2 separate regions of the Mus musculus genome follow, and region 1 is linked to region 2. The links are chromatin contacts, called in public HiChIP or PLAC-seq maps. All regions are on one chromosome and are shown on one strand. Each heading gives the region's core, a stretch centred on a gene start, on an enhancer-like site or on the middle of the called end of the contact. The rest is flanking DNA. Distances are from core to core; before and after follow the strand shown.

Region 1 (5,628 bases), core at 2,860-5,359, 110 kb after region 2:
CTTCGAAGACAGAAATGTACCAAGAACTTCTTGTGGTATTTCTGCTGGCTCTGACTGATTCCGCCGACTCATACCAATTCCACAGAGCCTTGCTGTTTCTGCTGGATCCTGGATCGGGCCACCACTACTGATCTGTATTTAGTGTTTGGTGTTGAACTGGCATGCTGGTATCCTGACAACAAAGAGCGGAGTCACTGCAAGAAACTACTTCTAAACATGTCCACAACCCCCCTTTCTTACTAACCTTTTTTTCTTGCCTCTGGTTGGTGGATTAGAAAAGAGGTTTAACCATTTAAAAACTCTAAATAAAGTAGGTTTTGAAAAAAAACAAAACAAAACTAAGCCTACGGGAACTGAACTCTGGTTCCCTGCAAGAGGAACAAGTGCTCCTAACCACTGAGCCATCTCATCAGCCCCTGAGATAGTGAAGACCCACTGGGTTGCACACAATGACTTCACTAAGTGAGCAGATGCAAGCATTACATAACTTGTAAAGCTCCGTCTCAGGAATACAGCGAGACCTGAGGAGGAACCAAAGCAAGGAAAGAGAAGGGTTAAAAAGGACTCACTTGCCGGGAGGTGGTGGCGCACACCTTTAATCCCAGCACTTGGGAGGCAGAGGCAGGCAGATTTCTGAGTTCAAGGCCAGCCTGGTCTACAAAGTGAGTTCCAGGACAGCCAGGAATACACAGAGAAACCCTGTCTCAAAAAAAAAAAAAAAAAAAAAAAAAAAAAAAGAATCACTTGGCAGGTCCCTGCTGCTCACTCTGCCTCTCTTCATCCCTGCCCTGTCCTTCCTGCAACATGCATGGACCAACTCTCTACCACAGCATTGTCTTGGTGACAAACATCTGCCCCTCTGCCCCAGACTTACATACTACAGCCTTGGTCATACAAAGACAGAGAGACTGGCAATCCTTTAGGCAGATTCCATTCTCCCGAAAAAGGAGAATCCAGTGCACTAGCTCCCAGCATCCGTCAGCCATCGACAGCAAGGCAGAGCCATGGAGAACAAACACAGAATCTAAGAATGACTTCTTTTGAGACCGTAGACCTGGGCCAAGCAGGGGAGGGTGGAAGAAACTCATGAGTAGGGCTGATCATCTGATGGTGAATCTCTTAAGTGTATTTCCCTCCTTGTAAGAGGGGCAGTGAGATTGGGACTGGAGACGTAAGTCGGGAGCTTGCCAAATATTCATGAGGTCCCAGATCCTAACCCAGCACCATAAATAATAATCATAATCAGCATCATGACAATAATAAAACATCAAGTTCCTTCCATGGAGAAGGCTTGTCAGCAAGCTTGCTTCCCTGTGGTCATCCCTTTTCCTGGGAAACATTCCTGGATCCCCCAGGATCCCTCAAGATGACAAGGTTCCCAAGGGATTCAGCAACCCGACCTTCCCTGCACTTCTTCCTTGGCCCCTGAAATGCTGGCAATATCCCCACTAAAAATCATCTCTACAACAGACGTCCATTTTCAAATTGTGGGCTGCCTACTTCATTTAAATTGCTTTCTGTTCTACCTTCCTCGGAGCCCACAGGCATCTCTTGCAGACCAGGATCTTGTGCTCCTTGCCAGCCCTGTATGTCTGGCTCGAATTAAACTTGTGACCACCTAGTGGCCTCACAGAACTTCCCAGGAACTGCCGTCTGTCCATCACCCACTGCAGGCAGCAATAACGGATGTCGGAGTCCACACCAGTTCCTGGTAAATTTTCTTATTCCTTCCAGCCCTTCCCATGAGGCTTCAGGGACCGCTGGGAATCCTGAGTCTCTCATACAAATATTTGATCTCCCAGACATTTCACCAGTGGGTCTTCCGTCGTCAGCACTGAGTCAGCAGAGTGTCCAGAATAGATCAAAGACAGCCCCACAGTCTGTCATCGAAGACCTCCTGAGTTGCTCTGACTCAACCGGGATGCTATGAATTTTGTCCCTAAGACAGGAAAGGTGGTTGCCCAGATTGTTCTGTGTTTCATTTTTTTTAAAAAATAAGAACAGAAAAGATCTGCTAGGATCATAATCTAAGACATCAAGCATAGGGGAGCCCTCAGGAGCACTTCAAAGCAGTTAGCGAGGTGTGGTCATGTTTTTCTGCACCAGCTGGGAGGGATTCTGAGTCAGAGCTCCTGGATGTGTAACCAGGGTGGCAGAGCAATAAGAGTTACAGCTGGGATTCGAATGTAGGCTGGTGACTCATAGCCTAGAGGGTTCATCTCTATACTGAACCAGGAAGCTGCTTTCTTCTTCTTCTTCTTCTTCTTCTTCTTCTTCTTCTTCTTCTTCTTCTTCTTCTTCTTCTTCTTCTTCTTCTTCTTCTTCTTCTTCTTCTTCTTCTCCTTCTCCTTCTCCTTCTCCTTCTCCTTCTCCTTCTCCTTCTCCTTCTCCTTCTCCTTCTCCTTCTCCTTCTCCTTTTTCTTCTTCATCTTCTTCTTCTTCCTCCTCCTCCTCTTCCTCCTCCTCCTCCTCCTTCTTCTTCCTCTTCCTCCTCCTCCTCCTCCTTCTTCTTCCTCTTCCTCCTCCTCCTCTTCCTCCTTCTCCCTCTCCCTCTTCCTCTTCTTCCTCCTCTTGCTCCTCCTCTTCTTCCTCCTCCTCCACTTCTTCTTCCCCCTTTTGTTCCTCCTCTTCTTGCTCCTCCTTCTCTTGCTCCTCCTCCTCCTCCTTTTTCTCCTCCTCCTCCACCACTGCCACCACCATCATCATTCAAAAGGCCAGGAAGTGAATATCTCAGTTAGAGGGACCACACAGCCACACAGTGTGGGCCATGTAAACACTATATATCAATGGGTGAGGCCCTCTTCAAATACAATTTTGATAACAAAACAGGCAATAGAAATATCTAGTCCTAATCCCAGCATTTAGGAGACAGAGGCAGGAGGATCTCTATGAGTTCCAGGGCAGCATAGTATATATAGTAAGTTCCAGACCAGCCAGGGCTATACAGTGAAACACTGGAAGGAGTTGGAGGGTGGGGAGATAGAGGACAGACAGATGGACAGACAGGCAGAAAAAATTGGAGAAGGGAAGACAGACAGACACAGATCCTGTTCATTACCACAAAGCTATAAAAACAGGGAAAGGGGCTGCACAAACAGGGGAAGCAGGCACTGGGGCTGGGACTGTGTGTCAGGTTCTCAGAGGAATGACAGCTTGCTGAATGCTGCTGTTAGGGAGCTGGGGAAAGAGCATCCATGAGAAGAACAGGGAGATGCCAGGAAGGCTCAAAGAGGAGAGAACAGGGCTGCGGATGGAGAGTCATTGGTGCAGTTGGTAATTTCCAGGAGAGCCAGAGAGTGCTAACAGGGGCTTCATCTGCACAGCCAGCCTGCTTAGCCAACAAGCTATGAAGATGTAAATGAAAGCAGGGTCCTCGCCTCCCCAAGTTACTTCCTCTGGTTAAGGTGTCTATCACAGCACCAGGAAGGCAAACCAGGGCGCCCTCCTATGTCTTCTTGTCCCCTGAAAGGAAAAAGGAGTTTGTAACCAAAACAAAAAGCACAGAACTGCTCCTGAACCGTGCCATAGTTCAGTTTAAGTCACTGTCTTGACTCTGGGTGATACTGGGGTGACAGATAACGGTGCATCATTTGTCAATGCCTAAAGCTAAGAGGACGGAAAAGAAATCCTACAGGCATCCCCAACTTCCGAGTTCTCCGGCTTCCATGTTTCACGATGCCACTCTCACCCGCCAAATGATCGGGTATCCGGAGATGTGTCTCCTGACATCAGCCCCCACTCCCACGCTGGTGAGTCAGAACACTAAATTCATGAAGACAAATTTGATTAAGCTTCACGCTGTGGTGACCAACAGCTATTTTTCTTGAGGCATTGAATCCAAACCTCTCGGGTGTGGGGACGAATGAGCCAGGCATTGCTGGGCCAAGTCAGGGCAGGGCTTGAAGTATAAGTCTCAGCACAAGCAGAGAGCTCCTTGGTTAATCTTTTATTCAGGCACAGGTCCAGGGGCATCACTGATTAAATTTTTTTATTTGGGCACAGGCATTGTTTTAAGGGGTAATTACAGACAATCCATATACAGGCATGCCTGGGCAGCTTCTAAGAGGAAAACTTTAGACCAAATTCTGGATCCCAAAGAGATCCTCCCATTGATATGTTAATCATCTCCTGTGTGCCAGCCTGCTGCGAAGAGATACTTACTGGAACAAAGGAGAAGCCTGTGGGAGAATAAAGCGGGGTAAGTGGTCTCAGACTGTAACCCCTATCGATATTGACAGGAGCTGGAGGAATTCTGACCCATTCATGGGTTTAAAGGGACAATCAAGCAGGGTATGGTGGCTCATGCTTGTAATCTAGCCATTGAGGGGACCTGAGGTAAGAGGATTGCCAAAAGTTCCAGGCCAGCCTGGGTATTTAGTATTAAGACCCTACCTCAGGAGGGGGGAAAAATGAGGCTGGAGAGATGGCTTAGCTAAAAAGAGTGTGTACTTACTGTTCCTGCAAAGGACCTGAGTCCTGCACCCAGCACACAGCACACAGCACCCACCGCACTGCCTGTAACTCCAGCTCCAGGTGACCTATTTAGGCATATTCACATACACAGAAACACAAATACATATAAATAACAAGAAGGAGAAGGAGGAGGAGGAACAGGAGAAGGAGGGAGAGGAGGAAGAGGAAGAGAAGGAGGAGGAGGAGGAGAAATAATAAAGGTCCATTATGAATGACTCTATCTGGAATCAACTGGCATTTCCACTCCATGCTCTTAGCACACACAGCACAAACATTTGGGCATTATCATTCCACAGAAAGGCAACCCTTGCACAGGAAACAAATAAAAGCCACCTGCCTATAAATCAAACTGACTACAATCAAATACTGGTCACCTGCCTGTGACTACATTCCCAGAGTTAATGATGAATTCACAGATTGTGTGTGTGTGTGTGTGTGTGTGTGTGTGTGTGCGCGCGCGCGCGCGCGCCCTCACACAACTGTGGTGTGGGGGATTGAACCTGGGGCCTCTTGCATGCTAAGCAAGCACTCTGCCACTAAGCTATATATCCCAGCCCTTAATAATTGACTCAGAGAGTTCATATACGGCTTTAACATATACCAGGCATCATACTAGGATCAGAGGATAAATACTAAAGTGAATGTGTTTGGCAAGGAGTTTATATTTCTAGGGGTAAAGAATCAATAAATCATTTTCTAAATAATAATAAATTGGATTTTGTGGAGTACCACAAAAAAAAAAAAAAGGTCCTAAAAAGGAGGAGAGGCAAGCCAGGCATAGTGACACATACCTTTGATCCCTGTACATACCTTTGATCCCTGTAGAGCCAGGTGGATATTTGAGGCCAGCCTGGTCTACATAATGAGACCTTGTCTCTAAGAAGGGAGGGAGCCAAGAGCTAAATGGGCCACAGAAAGGTCTTTCTAAGGAAGTTAGATATACACAGGAAGATGCTCAGACTAGCACTGGGTAGCCTACAGGGCAGCTTCCTTCCCATCTAGGAGAGGAGGCACGTCATGCCTGAACTCAGAAGTTTTCCCAGTGTAAGCTGGACATAGTAATTCATTCCTGTGATTTCAGCATTCAGGAGGCAGAGACAGGGAGATTACTGAAAGCACAAGGCCAGCCTGGTCTACAGAGTGAGCCTGGGGCCA
Region 2 (5,696 bases), core at 298-2,797:
GTACACAGACAGGCATGGTGCTGGAGAGGCAGCTGAGCCCCCATACATAACCACAGGACACAGGAAGGGAGAGGGGGTGAGAGAGACAGAGACAGAGAGAAACAGACAGAGACAGACAAACGGATTGGCTTGTGCTTTTGAAACCTCAAAGCCCATCCCACTGACATACTTCCTTCAGTAAGGCCCCACCTCCTGATCCTTTCCTCTGACACTTTGAGCGTCATCTCTCAGACTGAAGAGCAGCATCTAACACTAATCCCTCAGAATGCATTTGAGCTCCTGTAAGGTTTTCTTTGTCGTGCGTGTCTGGTATGTGTGCTTATATATGTTTGCCTGTACCTGTGCACATGTGCACCTGAGGCTGATGTTGAGAGTCTTCCTTACGTGTTAAGGGTGTGGTCTCTTGGTTGAACCAGGGGCTCTCAGATACAACTAGCCTATGTTAGCCAGGAATCCTGTTTCCACCTTCCTCCAGTGCACTGGAATCACAAATGGCCGCCATGCCCACCCAGCCTCTTGGGGTCTGGGCTCTGTCTTCACACCTGCCGCTTGCATGGAAGGTGCTTTAGCCACCCGGCCAGCTCCCGACCCGCCTCTCATGTTATCAGGATGAAGTGTTCTGAGCTGTGCTGTGCTCTGTGAGTGTGTGCTGTCTGCTAAGAGAACATCCCAGTTGATAGCGGTGCAGTTGGGAGTCCCCGCTTCCTGAGCAGCTGGGAGGAGATGATACTAACCAATGAGCGCGCATCCTCACGTCACGTGGGAGTTTGAGCGCACCAGCACAGTTTGTGGCCAGTTAGAGCACAGCTCAGAGCCCCCTGAGGAGCTTGTTAAACACGGGTGGCTGAGCCCCAGGCCCAGAGTTTCTGATTCTGTGGATCTGGATCTAAGCAGATGTGAAGAACTTACATCTCTCTAACGAGTCCCCTGGTGAGTCTGGTGCCTCTGGGCCTGTGGCCACACCTTTGGAACCGGTTGCTTAGCTCACCTGGTTGAAGGAATCAAAGATGCAGATTTGACTAGGTACCGCCCTGTTGAGGAAGCCACTGGCTCTAGGGGGCGCTAAAGGATGGAGGATGGGTGCTCATTAACTCAACTCTCCTCCACTGCCTAAAAGTAGCAAAAAAAAAAAAAAAAAAGTTAGCAGGCAAGTTCATTCATTTATTCATTCATTCACTCATATCTCTAACCTCCTTTTCCTTCCAACATTACTTTCTTCCCCTCCTTCTTCTGAAAGAGGATCTCATTTAGCCTAGGCTATCTCATAGTCCTACTGCCCCCGCCCCTAAATGCTGGGTTTACAAGTGTTTTCCTGGGGAGACAGGAGCAAATGTCTATTTAGCTCATATATAATTTTTATTTCATTTATTTGTTTGATTGATTGTTGTTCCTTCGGGACGCTAATACTTGAATTCAGCAGACTCTGATGACACAGCCCCAGCTCTCCGAGTGACCCCTTTCCATTCCTGTCTGTATCCTAAATATCAAGGATAAATGAGGGGGGTTCACCGTCGTCATTGTCATCGTCGTCGTGCGTGCACCTGTGCACCGTTGCTGTGGTTACTGAAAGGATACTGTCTGTTTGTTGTTGTAGTCAGTGAGATCGAGCGAAGGGATCCCCCGCTCGGAAGAAAGTAACGTGAAAGACTCCAGCTGCCAAGTAAGTGACCGTGAACTCAGCCTGCGGGCAGGTTCAGCCTCGCGACCTGGAAGTTCATATCCACTTGTGAAACATTGCCTGGTTAAGCACCCACTGTATACCCAGCAGTATTGGGCTCTACAGACATGGTATGGGGCGAGTCCTCAGCGCTTCTCTCTCCATGTAGAAAGTTTCTTCCCAGACTTCCAGTGTTAGCAGAAATGTCACCTCCTCAAAGAGCTCCTGTGCCCCGCGGTCATCCCTGTCATAGAGTTTGCTCCCTTCTTGGTGCTGTAACAATTCTCATGTCTCTCCTGATCCTTCCCACCCATGTCTGGAACATTGTAGAGCAAGCAGGTGCTTCTAGGTTTCTCTCATCTTCTGTGGTGTCTGGCACAGAGACTTATTAGATCAACAATGCTCATCTCCTTGCTTTCTTTACTATTGACAAACAGAACGCTTGACATCTGTGCAGGTGCCTTCCTTTAAAAATGAGACCATGGGCTGGGTGGTGGCCCGCAGCCCTCTTCGTACAGGGTTTGCCTCACACATGGGAAGCCCTGGGCTCCATCCTGGCACTGCATAGAACCAGGCATGGTAGCACACGCCTGCAATCCCAGCACTTAGGAGGCAGAGGGAGGAAAATTAGCTGTTCAACATCATTACTAACCCCCTATTTTATAATACAGCACTCTTTTAATTTAAATAGATACTTCCATAAAAAATATCAGAGCTCTTTTGTTAACTTTAATAATACAAAGAAGTGCTTAAAAGCCTGTGTTTTAGACTCAAAGGGACTGGGTCTGATCCTGGCTTAAAGGGTTTTTCTGTTTGCTTGTTTTTATGGATTTTTTTGCTATAGTTGTTTGGAAAGATTGCCAATCTCCCAGTCCCTCAGTTCCCTTACCTAGGAGGATGTAGGGGACGCAGACTCCATAGAGCAAGCGTCCTGCCTAGATGAATCAGTACTGGGCAAGCACTAGGAACACTCCTGGTGTGGAGGCTCAATAAACAATTTAATGTCAGGGTAGGCTGCCAGAGCGAAACGCCATACAGTGAGTGACTCAAACCACAGGAATTTCTCTCACACGTTTCTGTTGGCTGGAAAGGCTACAAGCAAAGTATTGGCGAGGTTCTCTCCCTTGCATGCAAATGGCTGCCTTCCACCTTGCAGGGGAAACGGGAGGAAAGAGGAGGAACGAGGGAAGAAGAGTGCCCCCTGGTGTCTCTTCCTAGAATGACGCTAAGCCTATGAAATCAGCTCCATCTGTAGGACCTCATTTAACGTGAATTGTTACTTTGTTGCAAACATAACCACAAAAGGAATTCGTTTTCAGGGGGTGAAGTGGAGTTGCATGATTCAGCCAACTGCGGTGCTCCTTGTCATTATTGTCAAGCTGTTGATAGGGATTCACCATCCTATTATTTTGCTTATAGCACATGAATCTACAGCATAATTCAGATTTCTACTTCTATTAATAATTATGAAAGTATATGTTTTCATATGTTATGAATATAATATTAGAAATCATGATGTTTTCCATTTATTTTTTATACCTATATTGGACCCCCAAATCTACACACAATACTGGGCACTTTGGTGCCCAAACTTTCAAAGGTTCACCTTAGAAACACAGTAAACTTACTTTATACAAAAAGGAAAAGACAGGCCAGTGAGATCCCTCAGTGGGTAAATTCTGGTCGTGACACCCTGCCAACCTGAGTTTAAATCCCAGACCATACAAAAAGATGAATATCGTGGTACACATTTGTAATCCCAGGTCTCCTATGGAAAATGGGAGGCAAAGACATAATTACCTGGAAGTTCATAGGCCAGGTAGCCTGGAGGACACCGCACAGAATCAAAAGCAAGCAAAGACCCCCAAAGCAAGAGAGACCTGCCTTAACAGGTGGAAGGAGAGAACTGACTCTGAAAGGTGTCCTCTGACATGCTCGTGCACACACACACACATACACGATGCATACTGCACACACATGCACACACACATGCCACATACCATACATACTGTATATACATGCACATATACACACACATGCCACACACGCAGATACACTACACATACATAAACACATCCGTCATACACACAGAAATATACTACACATACTACACACACATACATACGCACATGCCATACACACAGATACCCTACACATGCTGCATGCATACAAACACATACATATACACATAATCCACACATACATACCACACACAGATACACTACACATTCTGCACACACATACATGCCACACACACCCACACTGTACATAGTGCATGCAAGTACATGCATGTGCACACACACATACACACACATACACACACACACTGTACATAGTGCATGCAAGTACATGCATGTGCACACACACACACACACACATTTAAAGAAAAAATCCAGTAGACTGTCTAGTTCATCTGGACCCTGCAAAGGGACAACGATATACCAATAATTTTAGTGGTTCTAAGACAGCAGTGCCATTAGTGGCACTGAGTGGGCGGGAAACCTCCTCCTGTTTATCTGGAGGCTCGAACGTCAGTTTGAGAACTCCATTTTTCAGGTCCTTGAGAAGTGATGTGTCCTCATCAGGAGATGACAGAGGCTTTGTTTCGTCTTAGAGGGAGAAGGAAAGTAGACACCCTGTCCTCTGAGGTTTGTCCTCTCATGGGTGCTTGTAGAAGCCTGAGCACTCCTAGCCTCAGGTGGCCTCCAGAGTCCAAATAAAATGAGACACGCCAGTAGCTGTCTTCTTCCACTTCCTGCTTAGATGGTTCGCATGTGAATATTTCTGGTGTGGGTTTTGAAAAAGAGTCAGACTCGAGGTAGAACAGTCAAGTCTTCAGTATGTAATAACAAAGGCATTCTTGCTCTCAAGTGAATAACCAGATTAAACCAGGCTTGGTGACACAGACTTGAGGAGCTAGAACAAGAGGATTTGAAAGTTCAGGACCAGGCTGAGGGAGAGAGTTCAAGGACACCCTGAGCAACTTAGTAATTAATTCCCCTGCTTTAAAGCTTCAAATGGTGTAAAGTATGGATGTAGCTTGGGGATAGAGCACCTGCTGAAATTATATAACAGCCAGGCAGTGGTGACCCAGGCCTTCAATCTCAGCACTTAGGAGGCAGAGGCAGGAGGATCTCTGTGCGTTAAAGGCCAACCTGGTTTACAGAGCAAGTTCCAGGACAGCCAGAGCTACATAGAAACCCTGTCTCAGAAAAAAAAAGTCAGAATAATAATCAGATTATCTTTTAGATTTATTTTCTTTTTAATTATGTGTCTTTTAATTGTGTGTTTGTCTTCATGTGGATATGATCATGTGAACACAGGCACTTGGTCAGAAGAGGGTGTCGGATCCCATGGAGCTGGAGTTACAAGTGTCTGTGCTTAATGTGGGTCTGGAGGACTAAACTCAGGTCCTCTGCACGAGCAGCAAGAGCTATTAACATCTAAGCCATGTCTCCAGCCCAAGAAACTAGGGATGCACTGGGGAAATAAACAATACATACATACATACATACATACATACATGTATACACACATGTATACATTAGCCATGCCTACATACATCCTTATACAGTAATACGTATATACATGCATATACACATACCTATATGCACAAGTACACAAATTCATTTTTAAGCCATTAAAAAGAAAATGTAAACATGGCGGGGAAGAGGCACCCAAAGGCCTGCCCGAAGTTCTCTCACAGAAACCCACTGGCAACTGCTGGTCCTTGGTACAGCCCAGTCCTGACTCACAGTGATGTAAGAAGGTTTCAGGGTCACAGAGTGTGACTTGCTGGCCAGTCATTCCACACATAGTAAGAAAGCCCCTCTGTGGCCACTCTTCCCTGGTACTGGATAGAATGGAAGGCCATGGTGTTCCCCGAGGCACTGGAAGGAGGCAGAAAGAGGATATCAGAGCAGTGTCCCAAAAAGGGAGGGTGGGGGAACAGGAGAGGATCTCCAAGAGCTTGACTGAAACGCAGTAGCCAGCATCCCAAACCCTAAGGAGAGACTGGGAAGAATAACAAGGGAAAACC

The links. HiChIP or PLAC-seq counts read pairs in DNA pulled down with a chosen protein or histone mark.
Region 1: an H3K27ac HiChIP or PLAC-seq map of embryonic stem cells shows a contact between it and region 2, with 14 read pairs. The contact joins the enhancer-like site here to the promoter of Bcas1os2 in region 2. A contact is called at or near these places in 4 of 39 promoter capture datasets (the C10 cell line, liver and pre-B cells), 3 of 15 datasets of contacts at CTCF or cohesin (CD8 T cells, large pre-B cells and pro-B cells), 49 of 484 Hi-C or Micro-C datasets (the 63-12 cell line, B cells, the BV-2 cell line and 39 more), 13 of 115 datasets of contacts at active chromatin or transcription factors (the 230-238 cell line, CD8 T cells, DN3 thymocytes and 7 more) and 4 of 9 other capture datasets (adipose tissue, embryonic stem cells, liver and 1 more).

Annotation. Positions count from the first base shown.
Region 1 is chr2:170,244,367-170,249,994 of GRCm38.p6, reverse strand. No RefSeq gene overlaps it. Among named protein-coding and RNA genes, the nearest start is that of Gm17619, 53 kb to the right of the region's middle. Within about 2 kb of position 4,109, at least 58 of the 459 cell types and tissues checked have an H3K27ac peak or open chromatin away from gene starts, as enhancers often do. A contact at or near this core is called in the 63-12 cell line, the N1E-115 cell line, acute myeloid leukemia and 7 more, where this site is marked.
Region 2 is chr2:170,352,212-170,357,907 of GRCm38.p6, reverse strand. Bcas1os2 (breast carcinoma amplified sequence 1, opposite strand 2) reads right to left here and starts at 1,547. Exons shown (of 8, transcript NR_040610.1): 1 at 1,510-1,547; 2 at 989-1,110. Bcas1 (breast carcinoma amplified sequence 1) reads left to right here. Exons shown (of 13, transcript NM_029815.2): 11 at 1,595-1,660.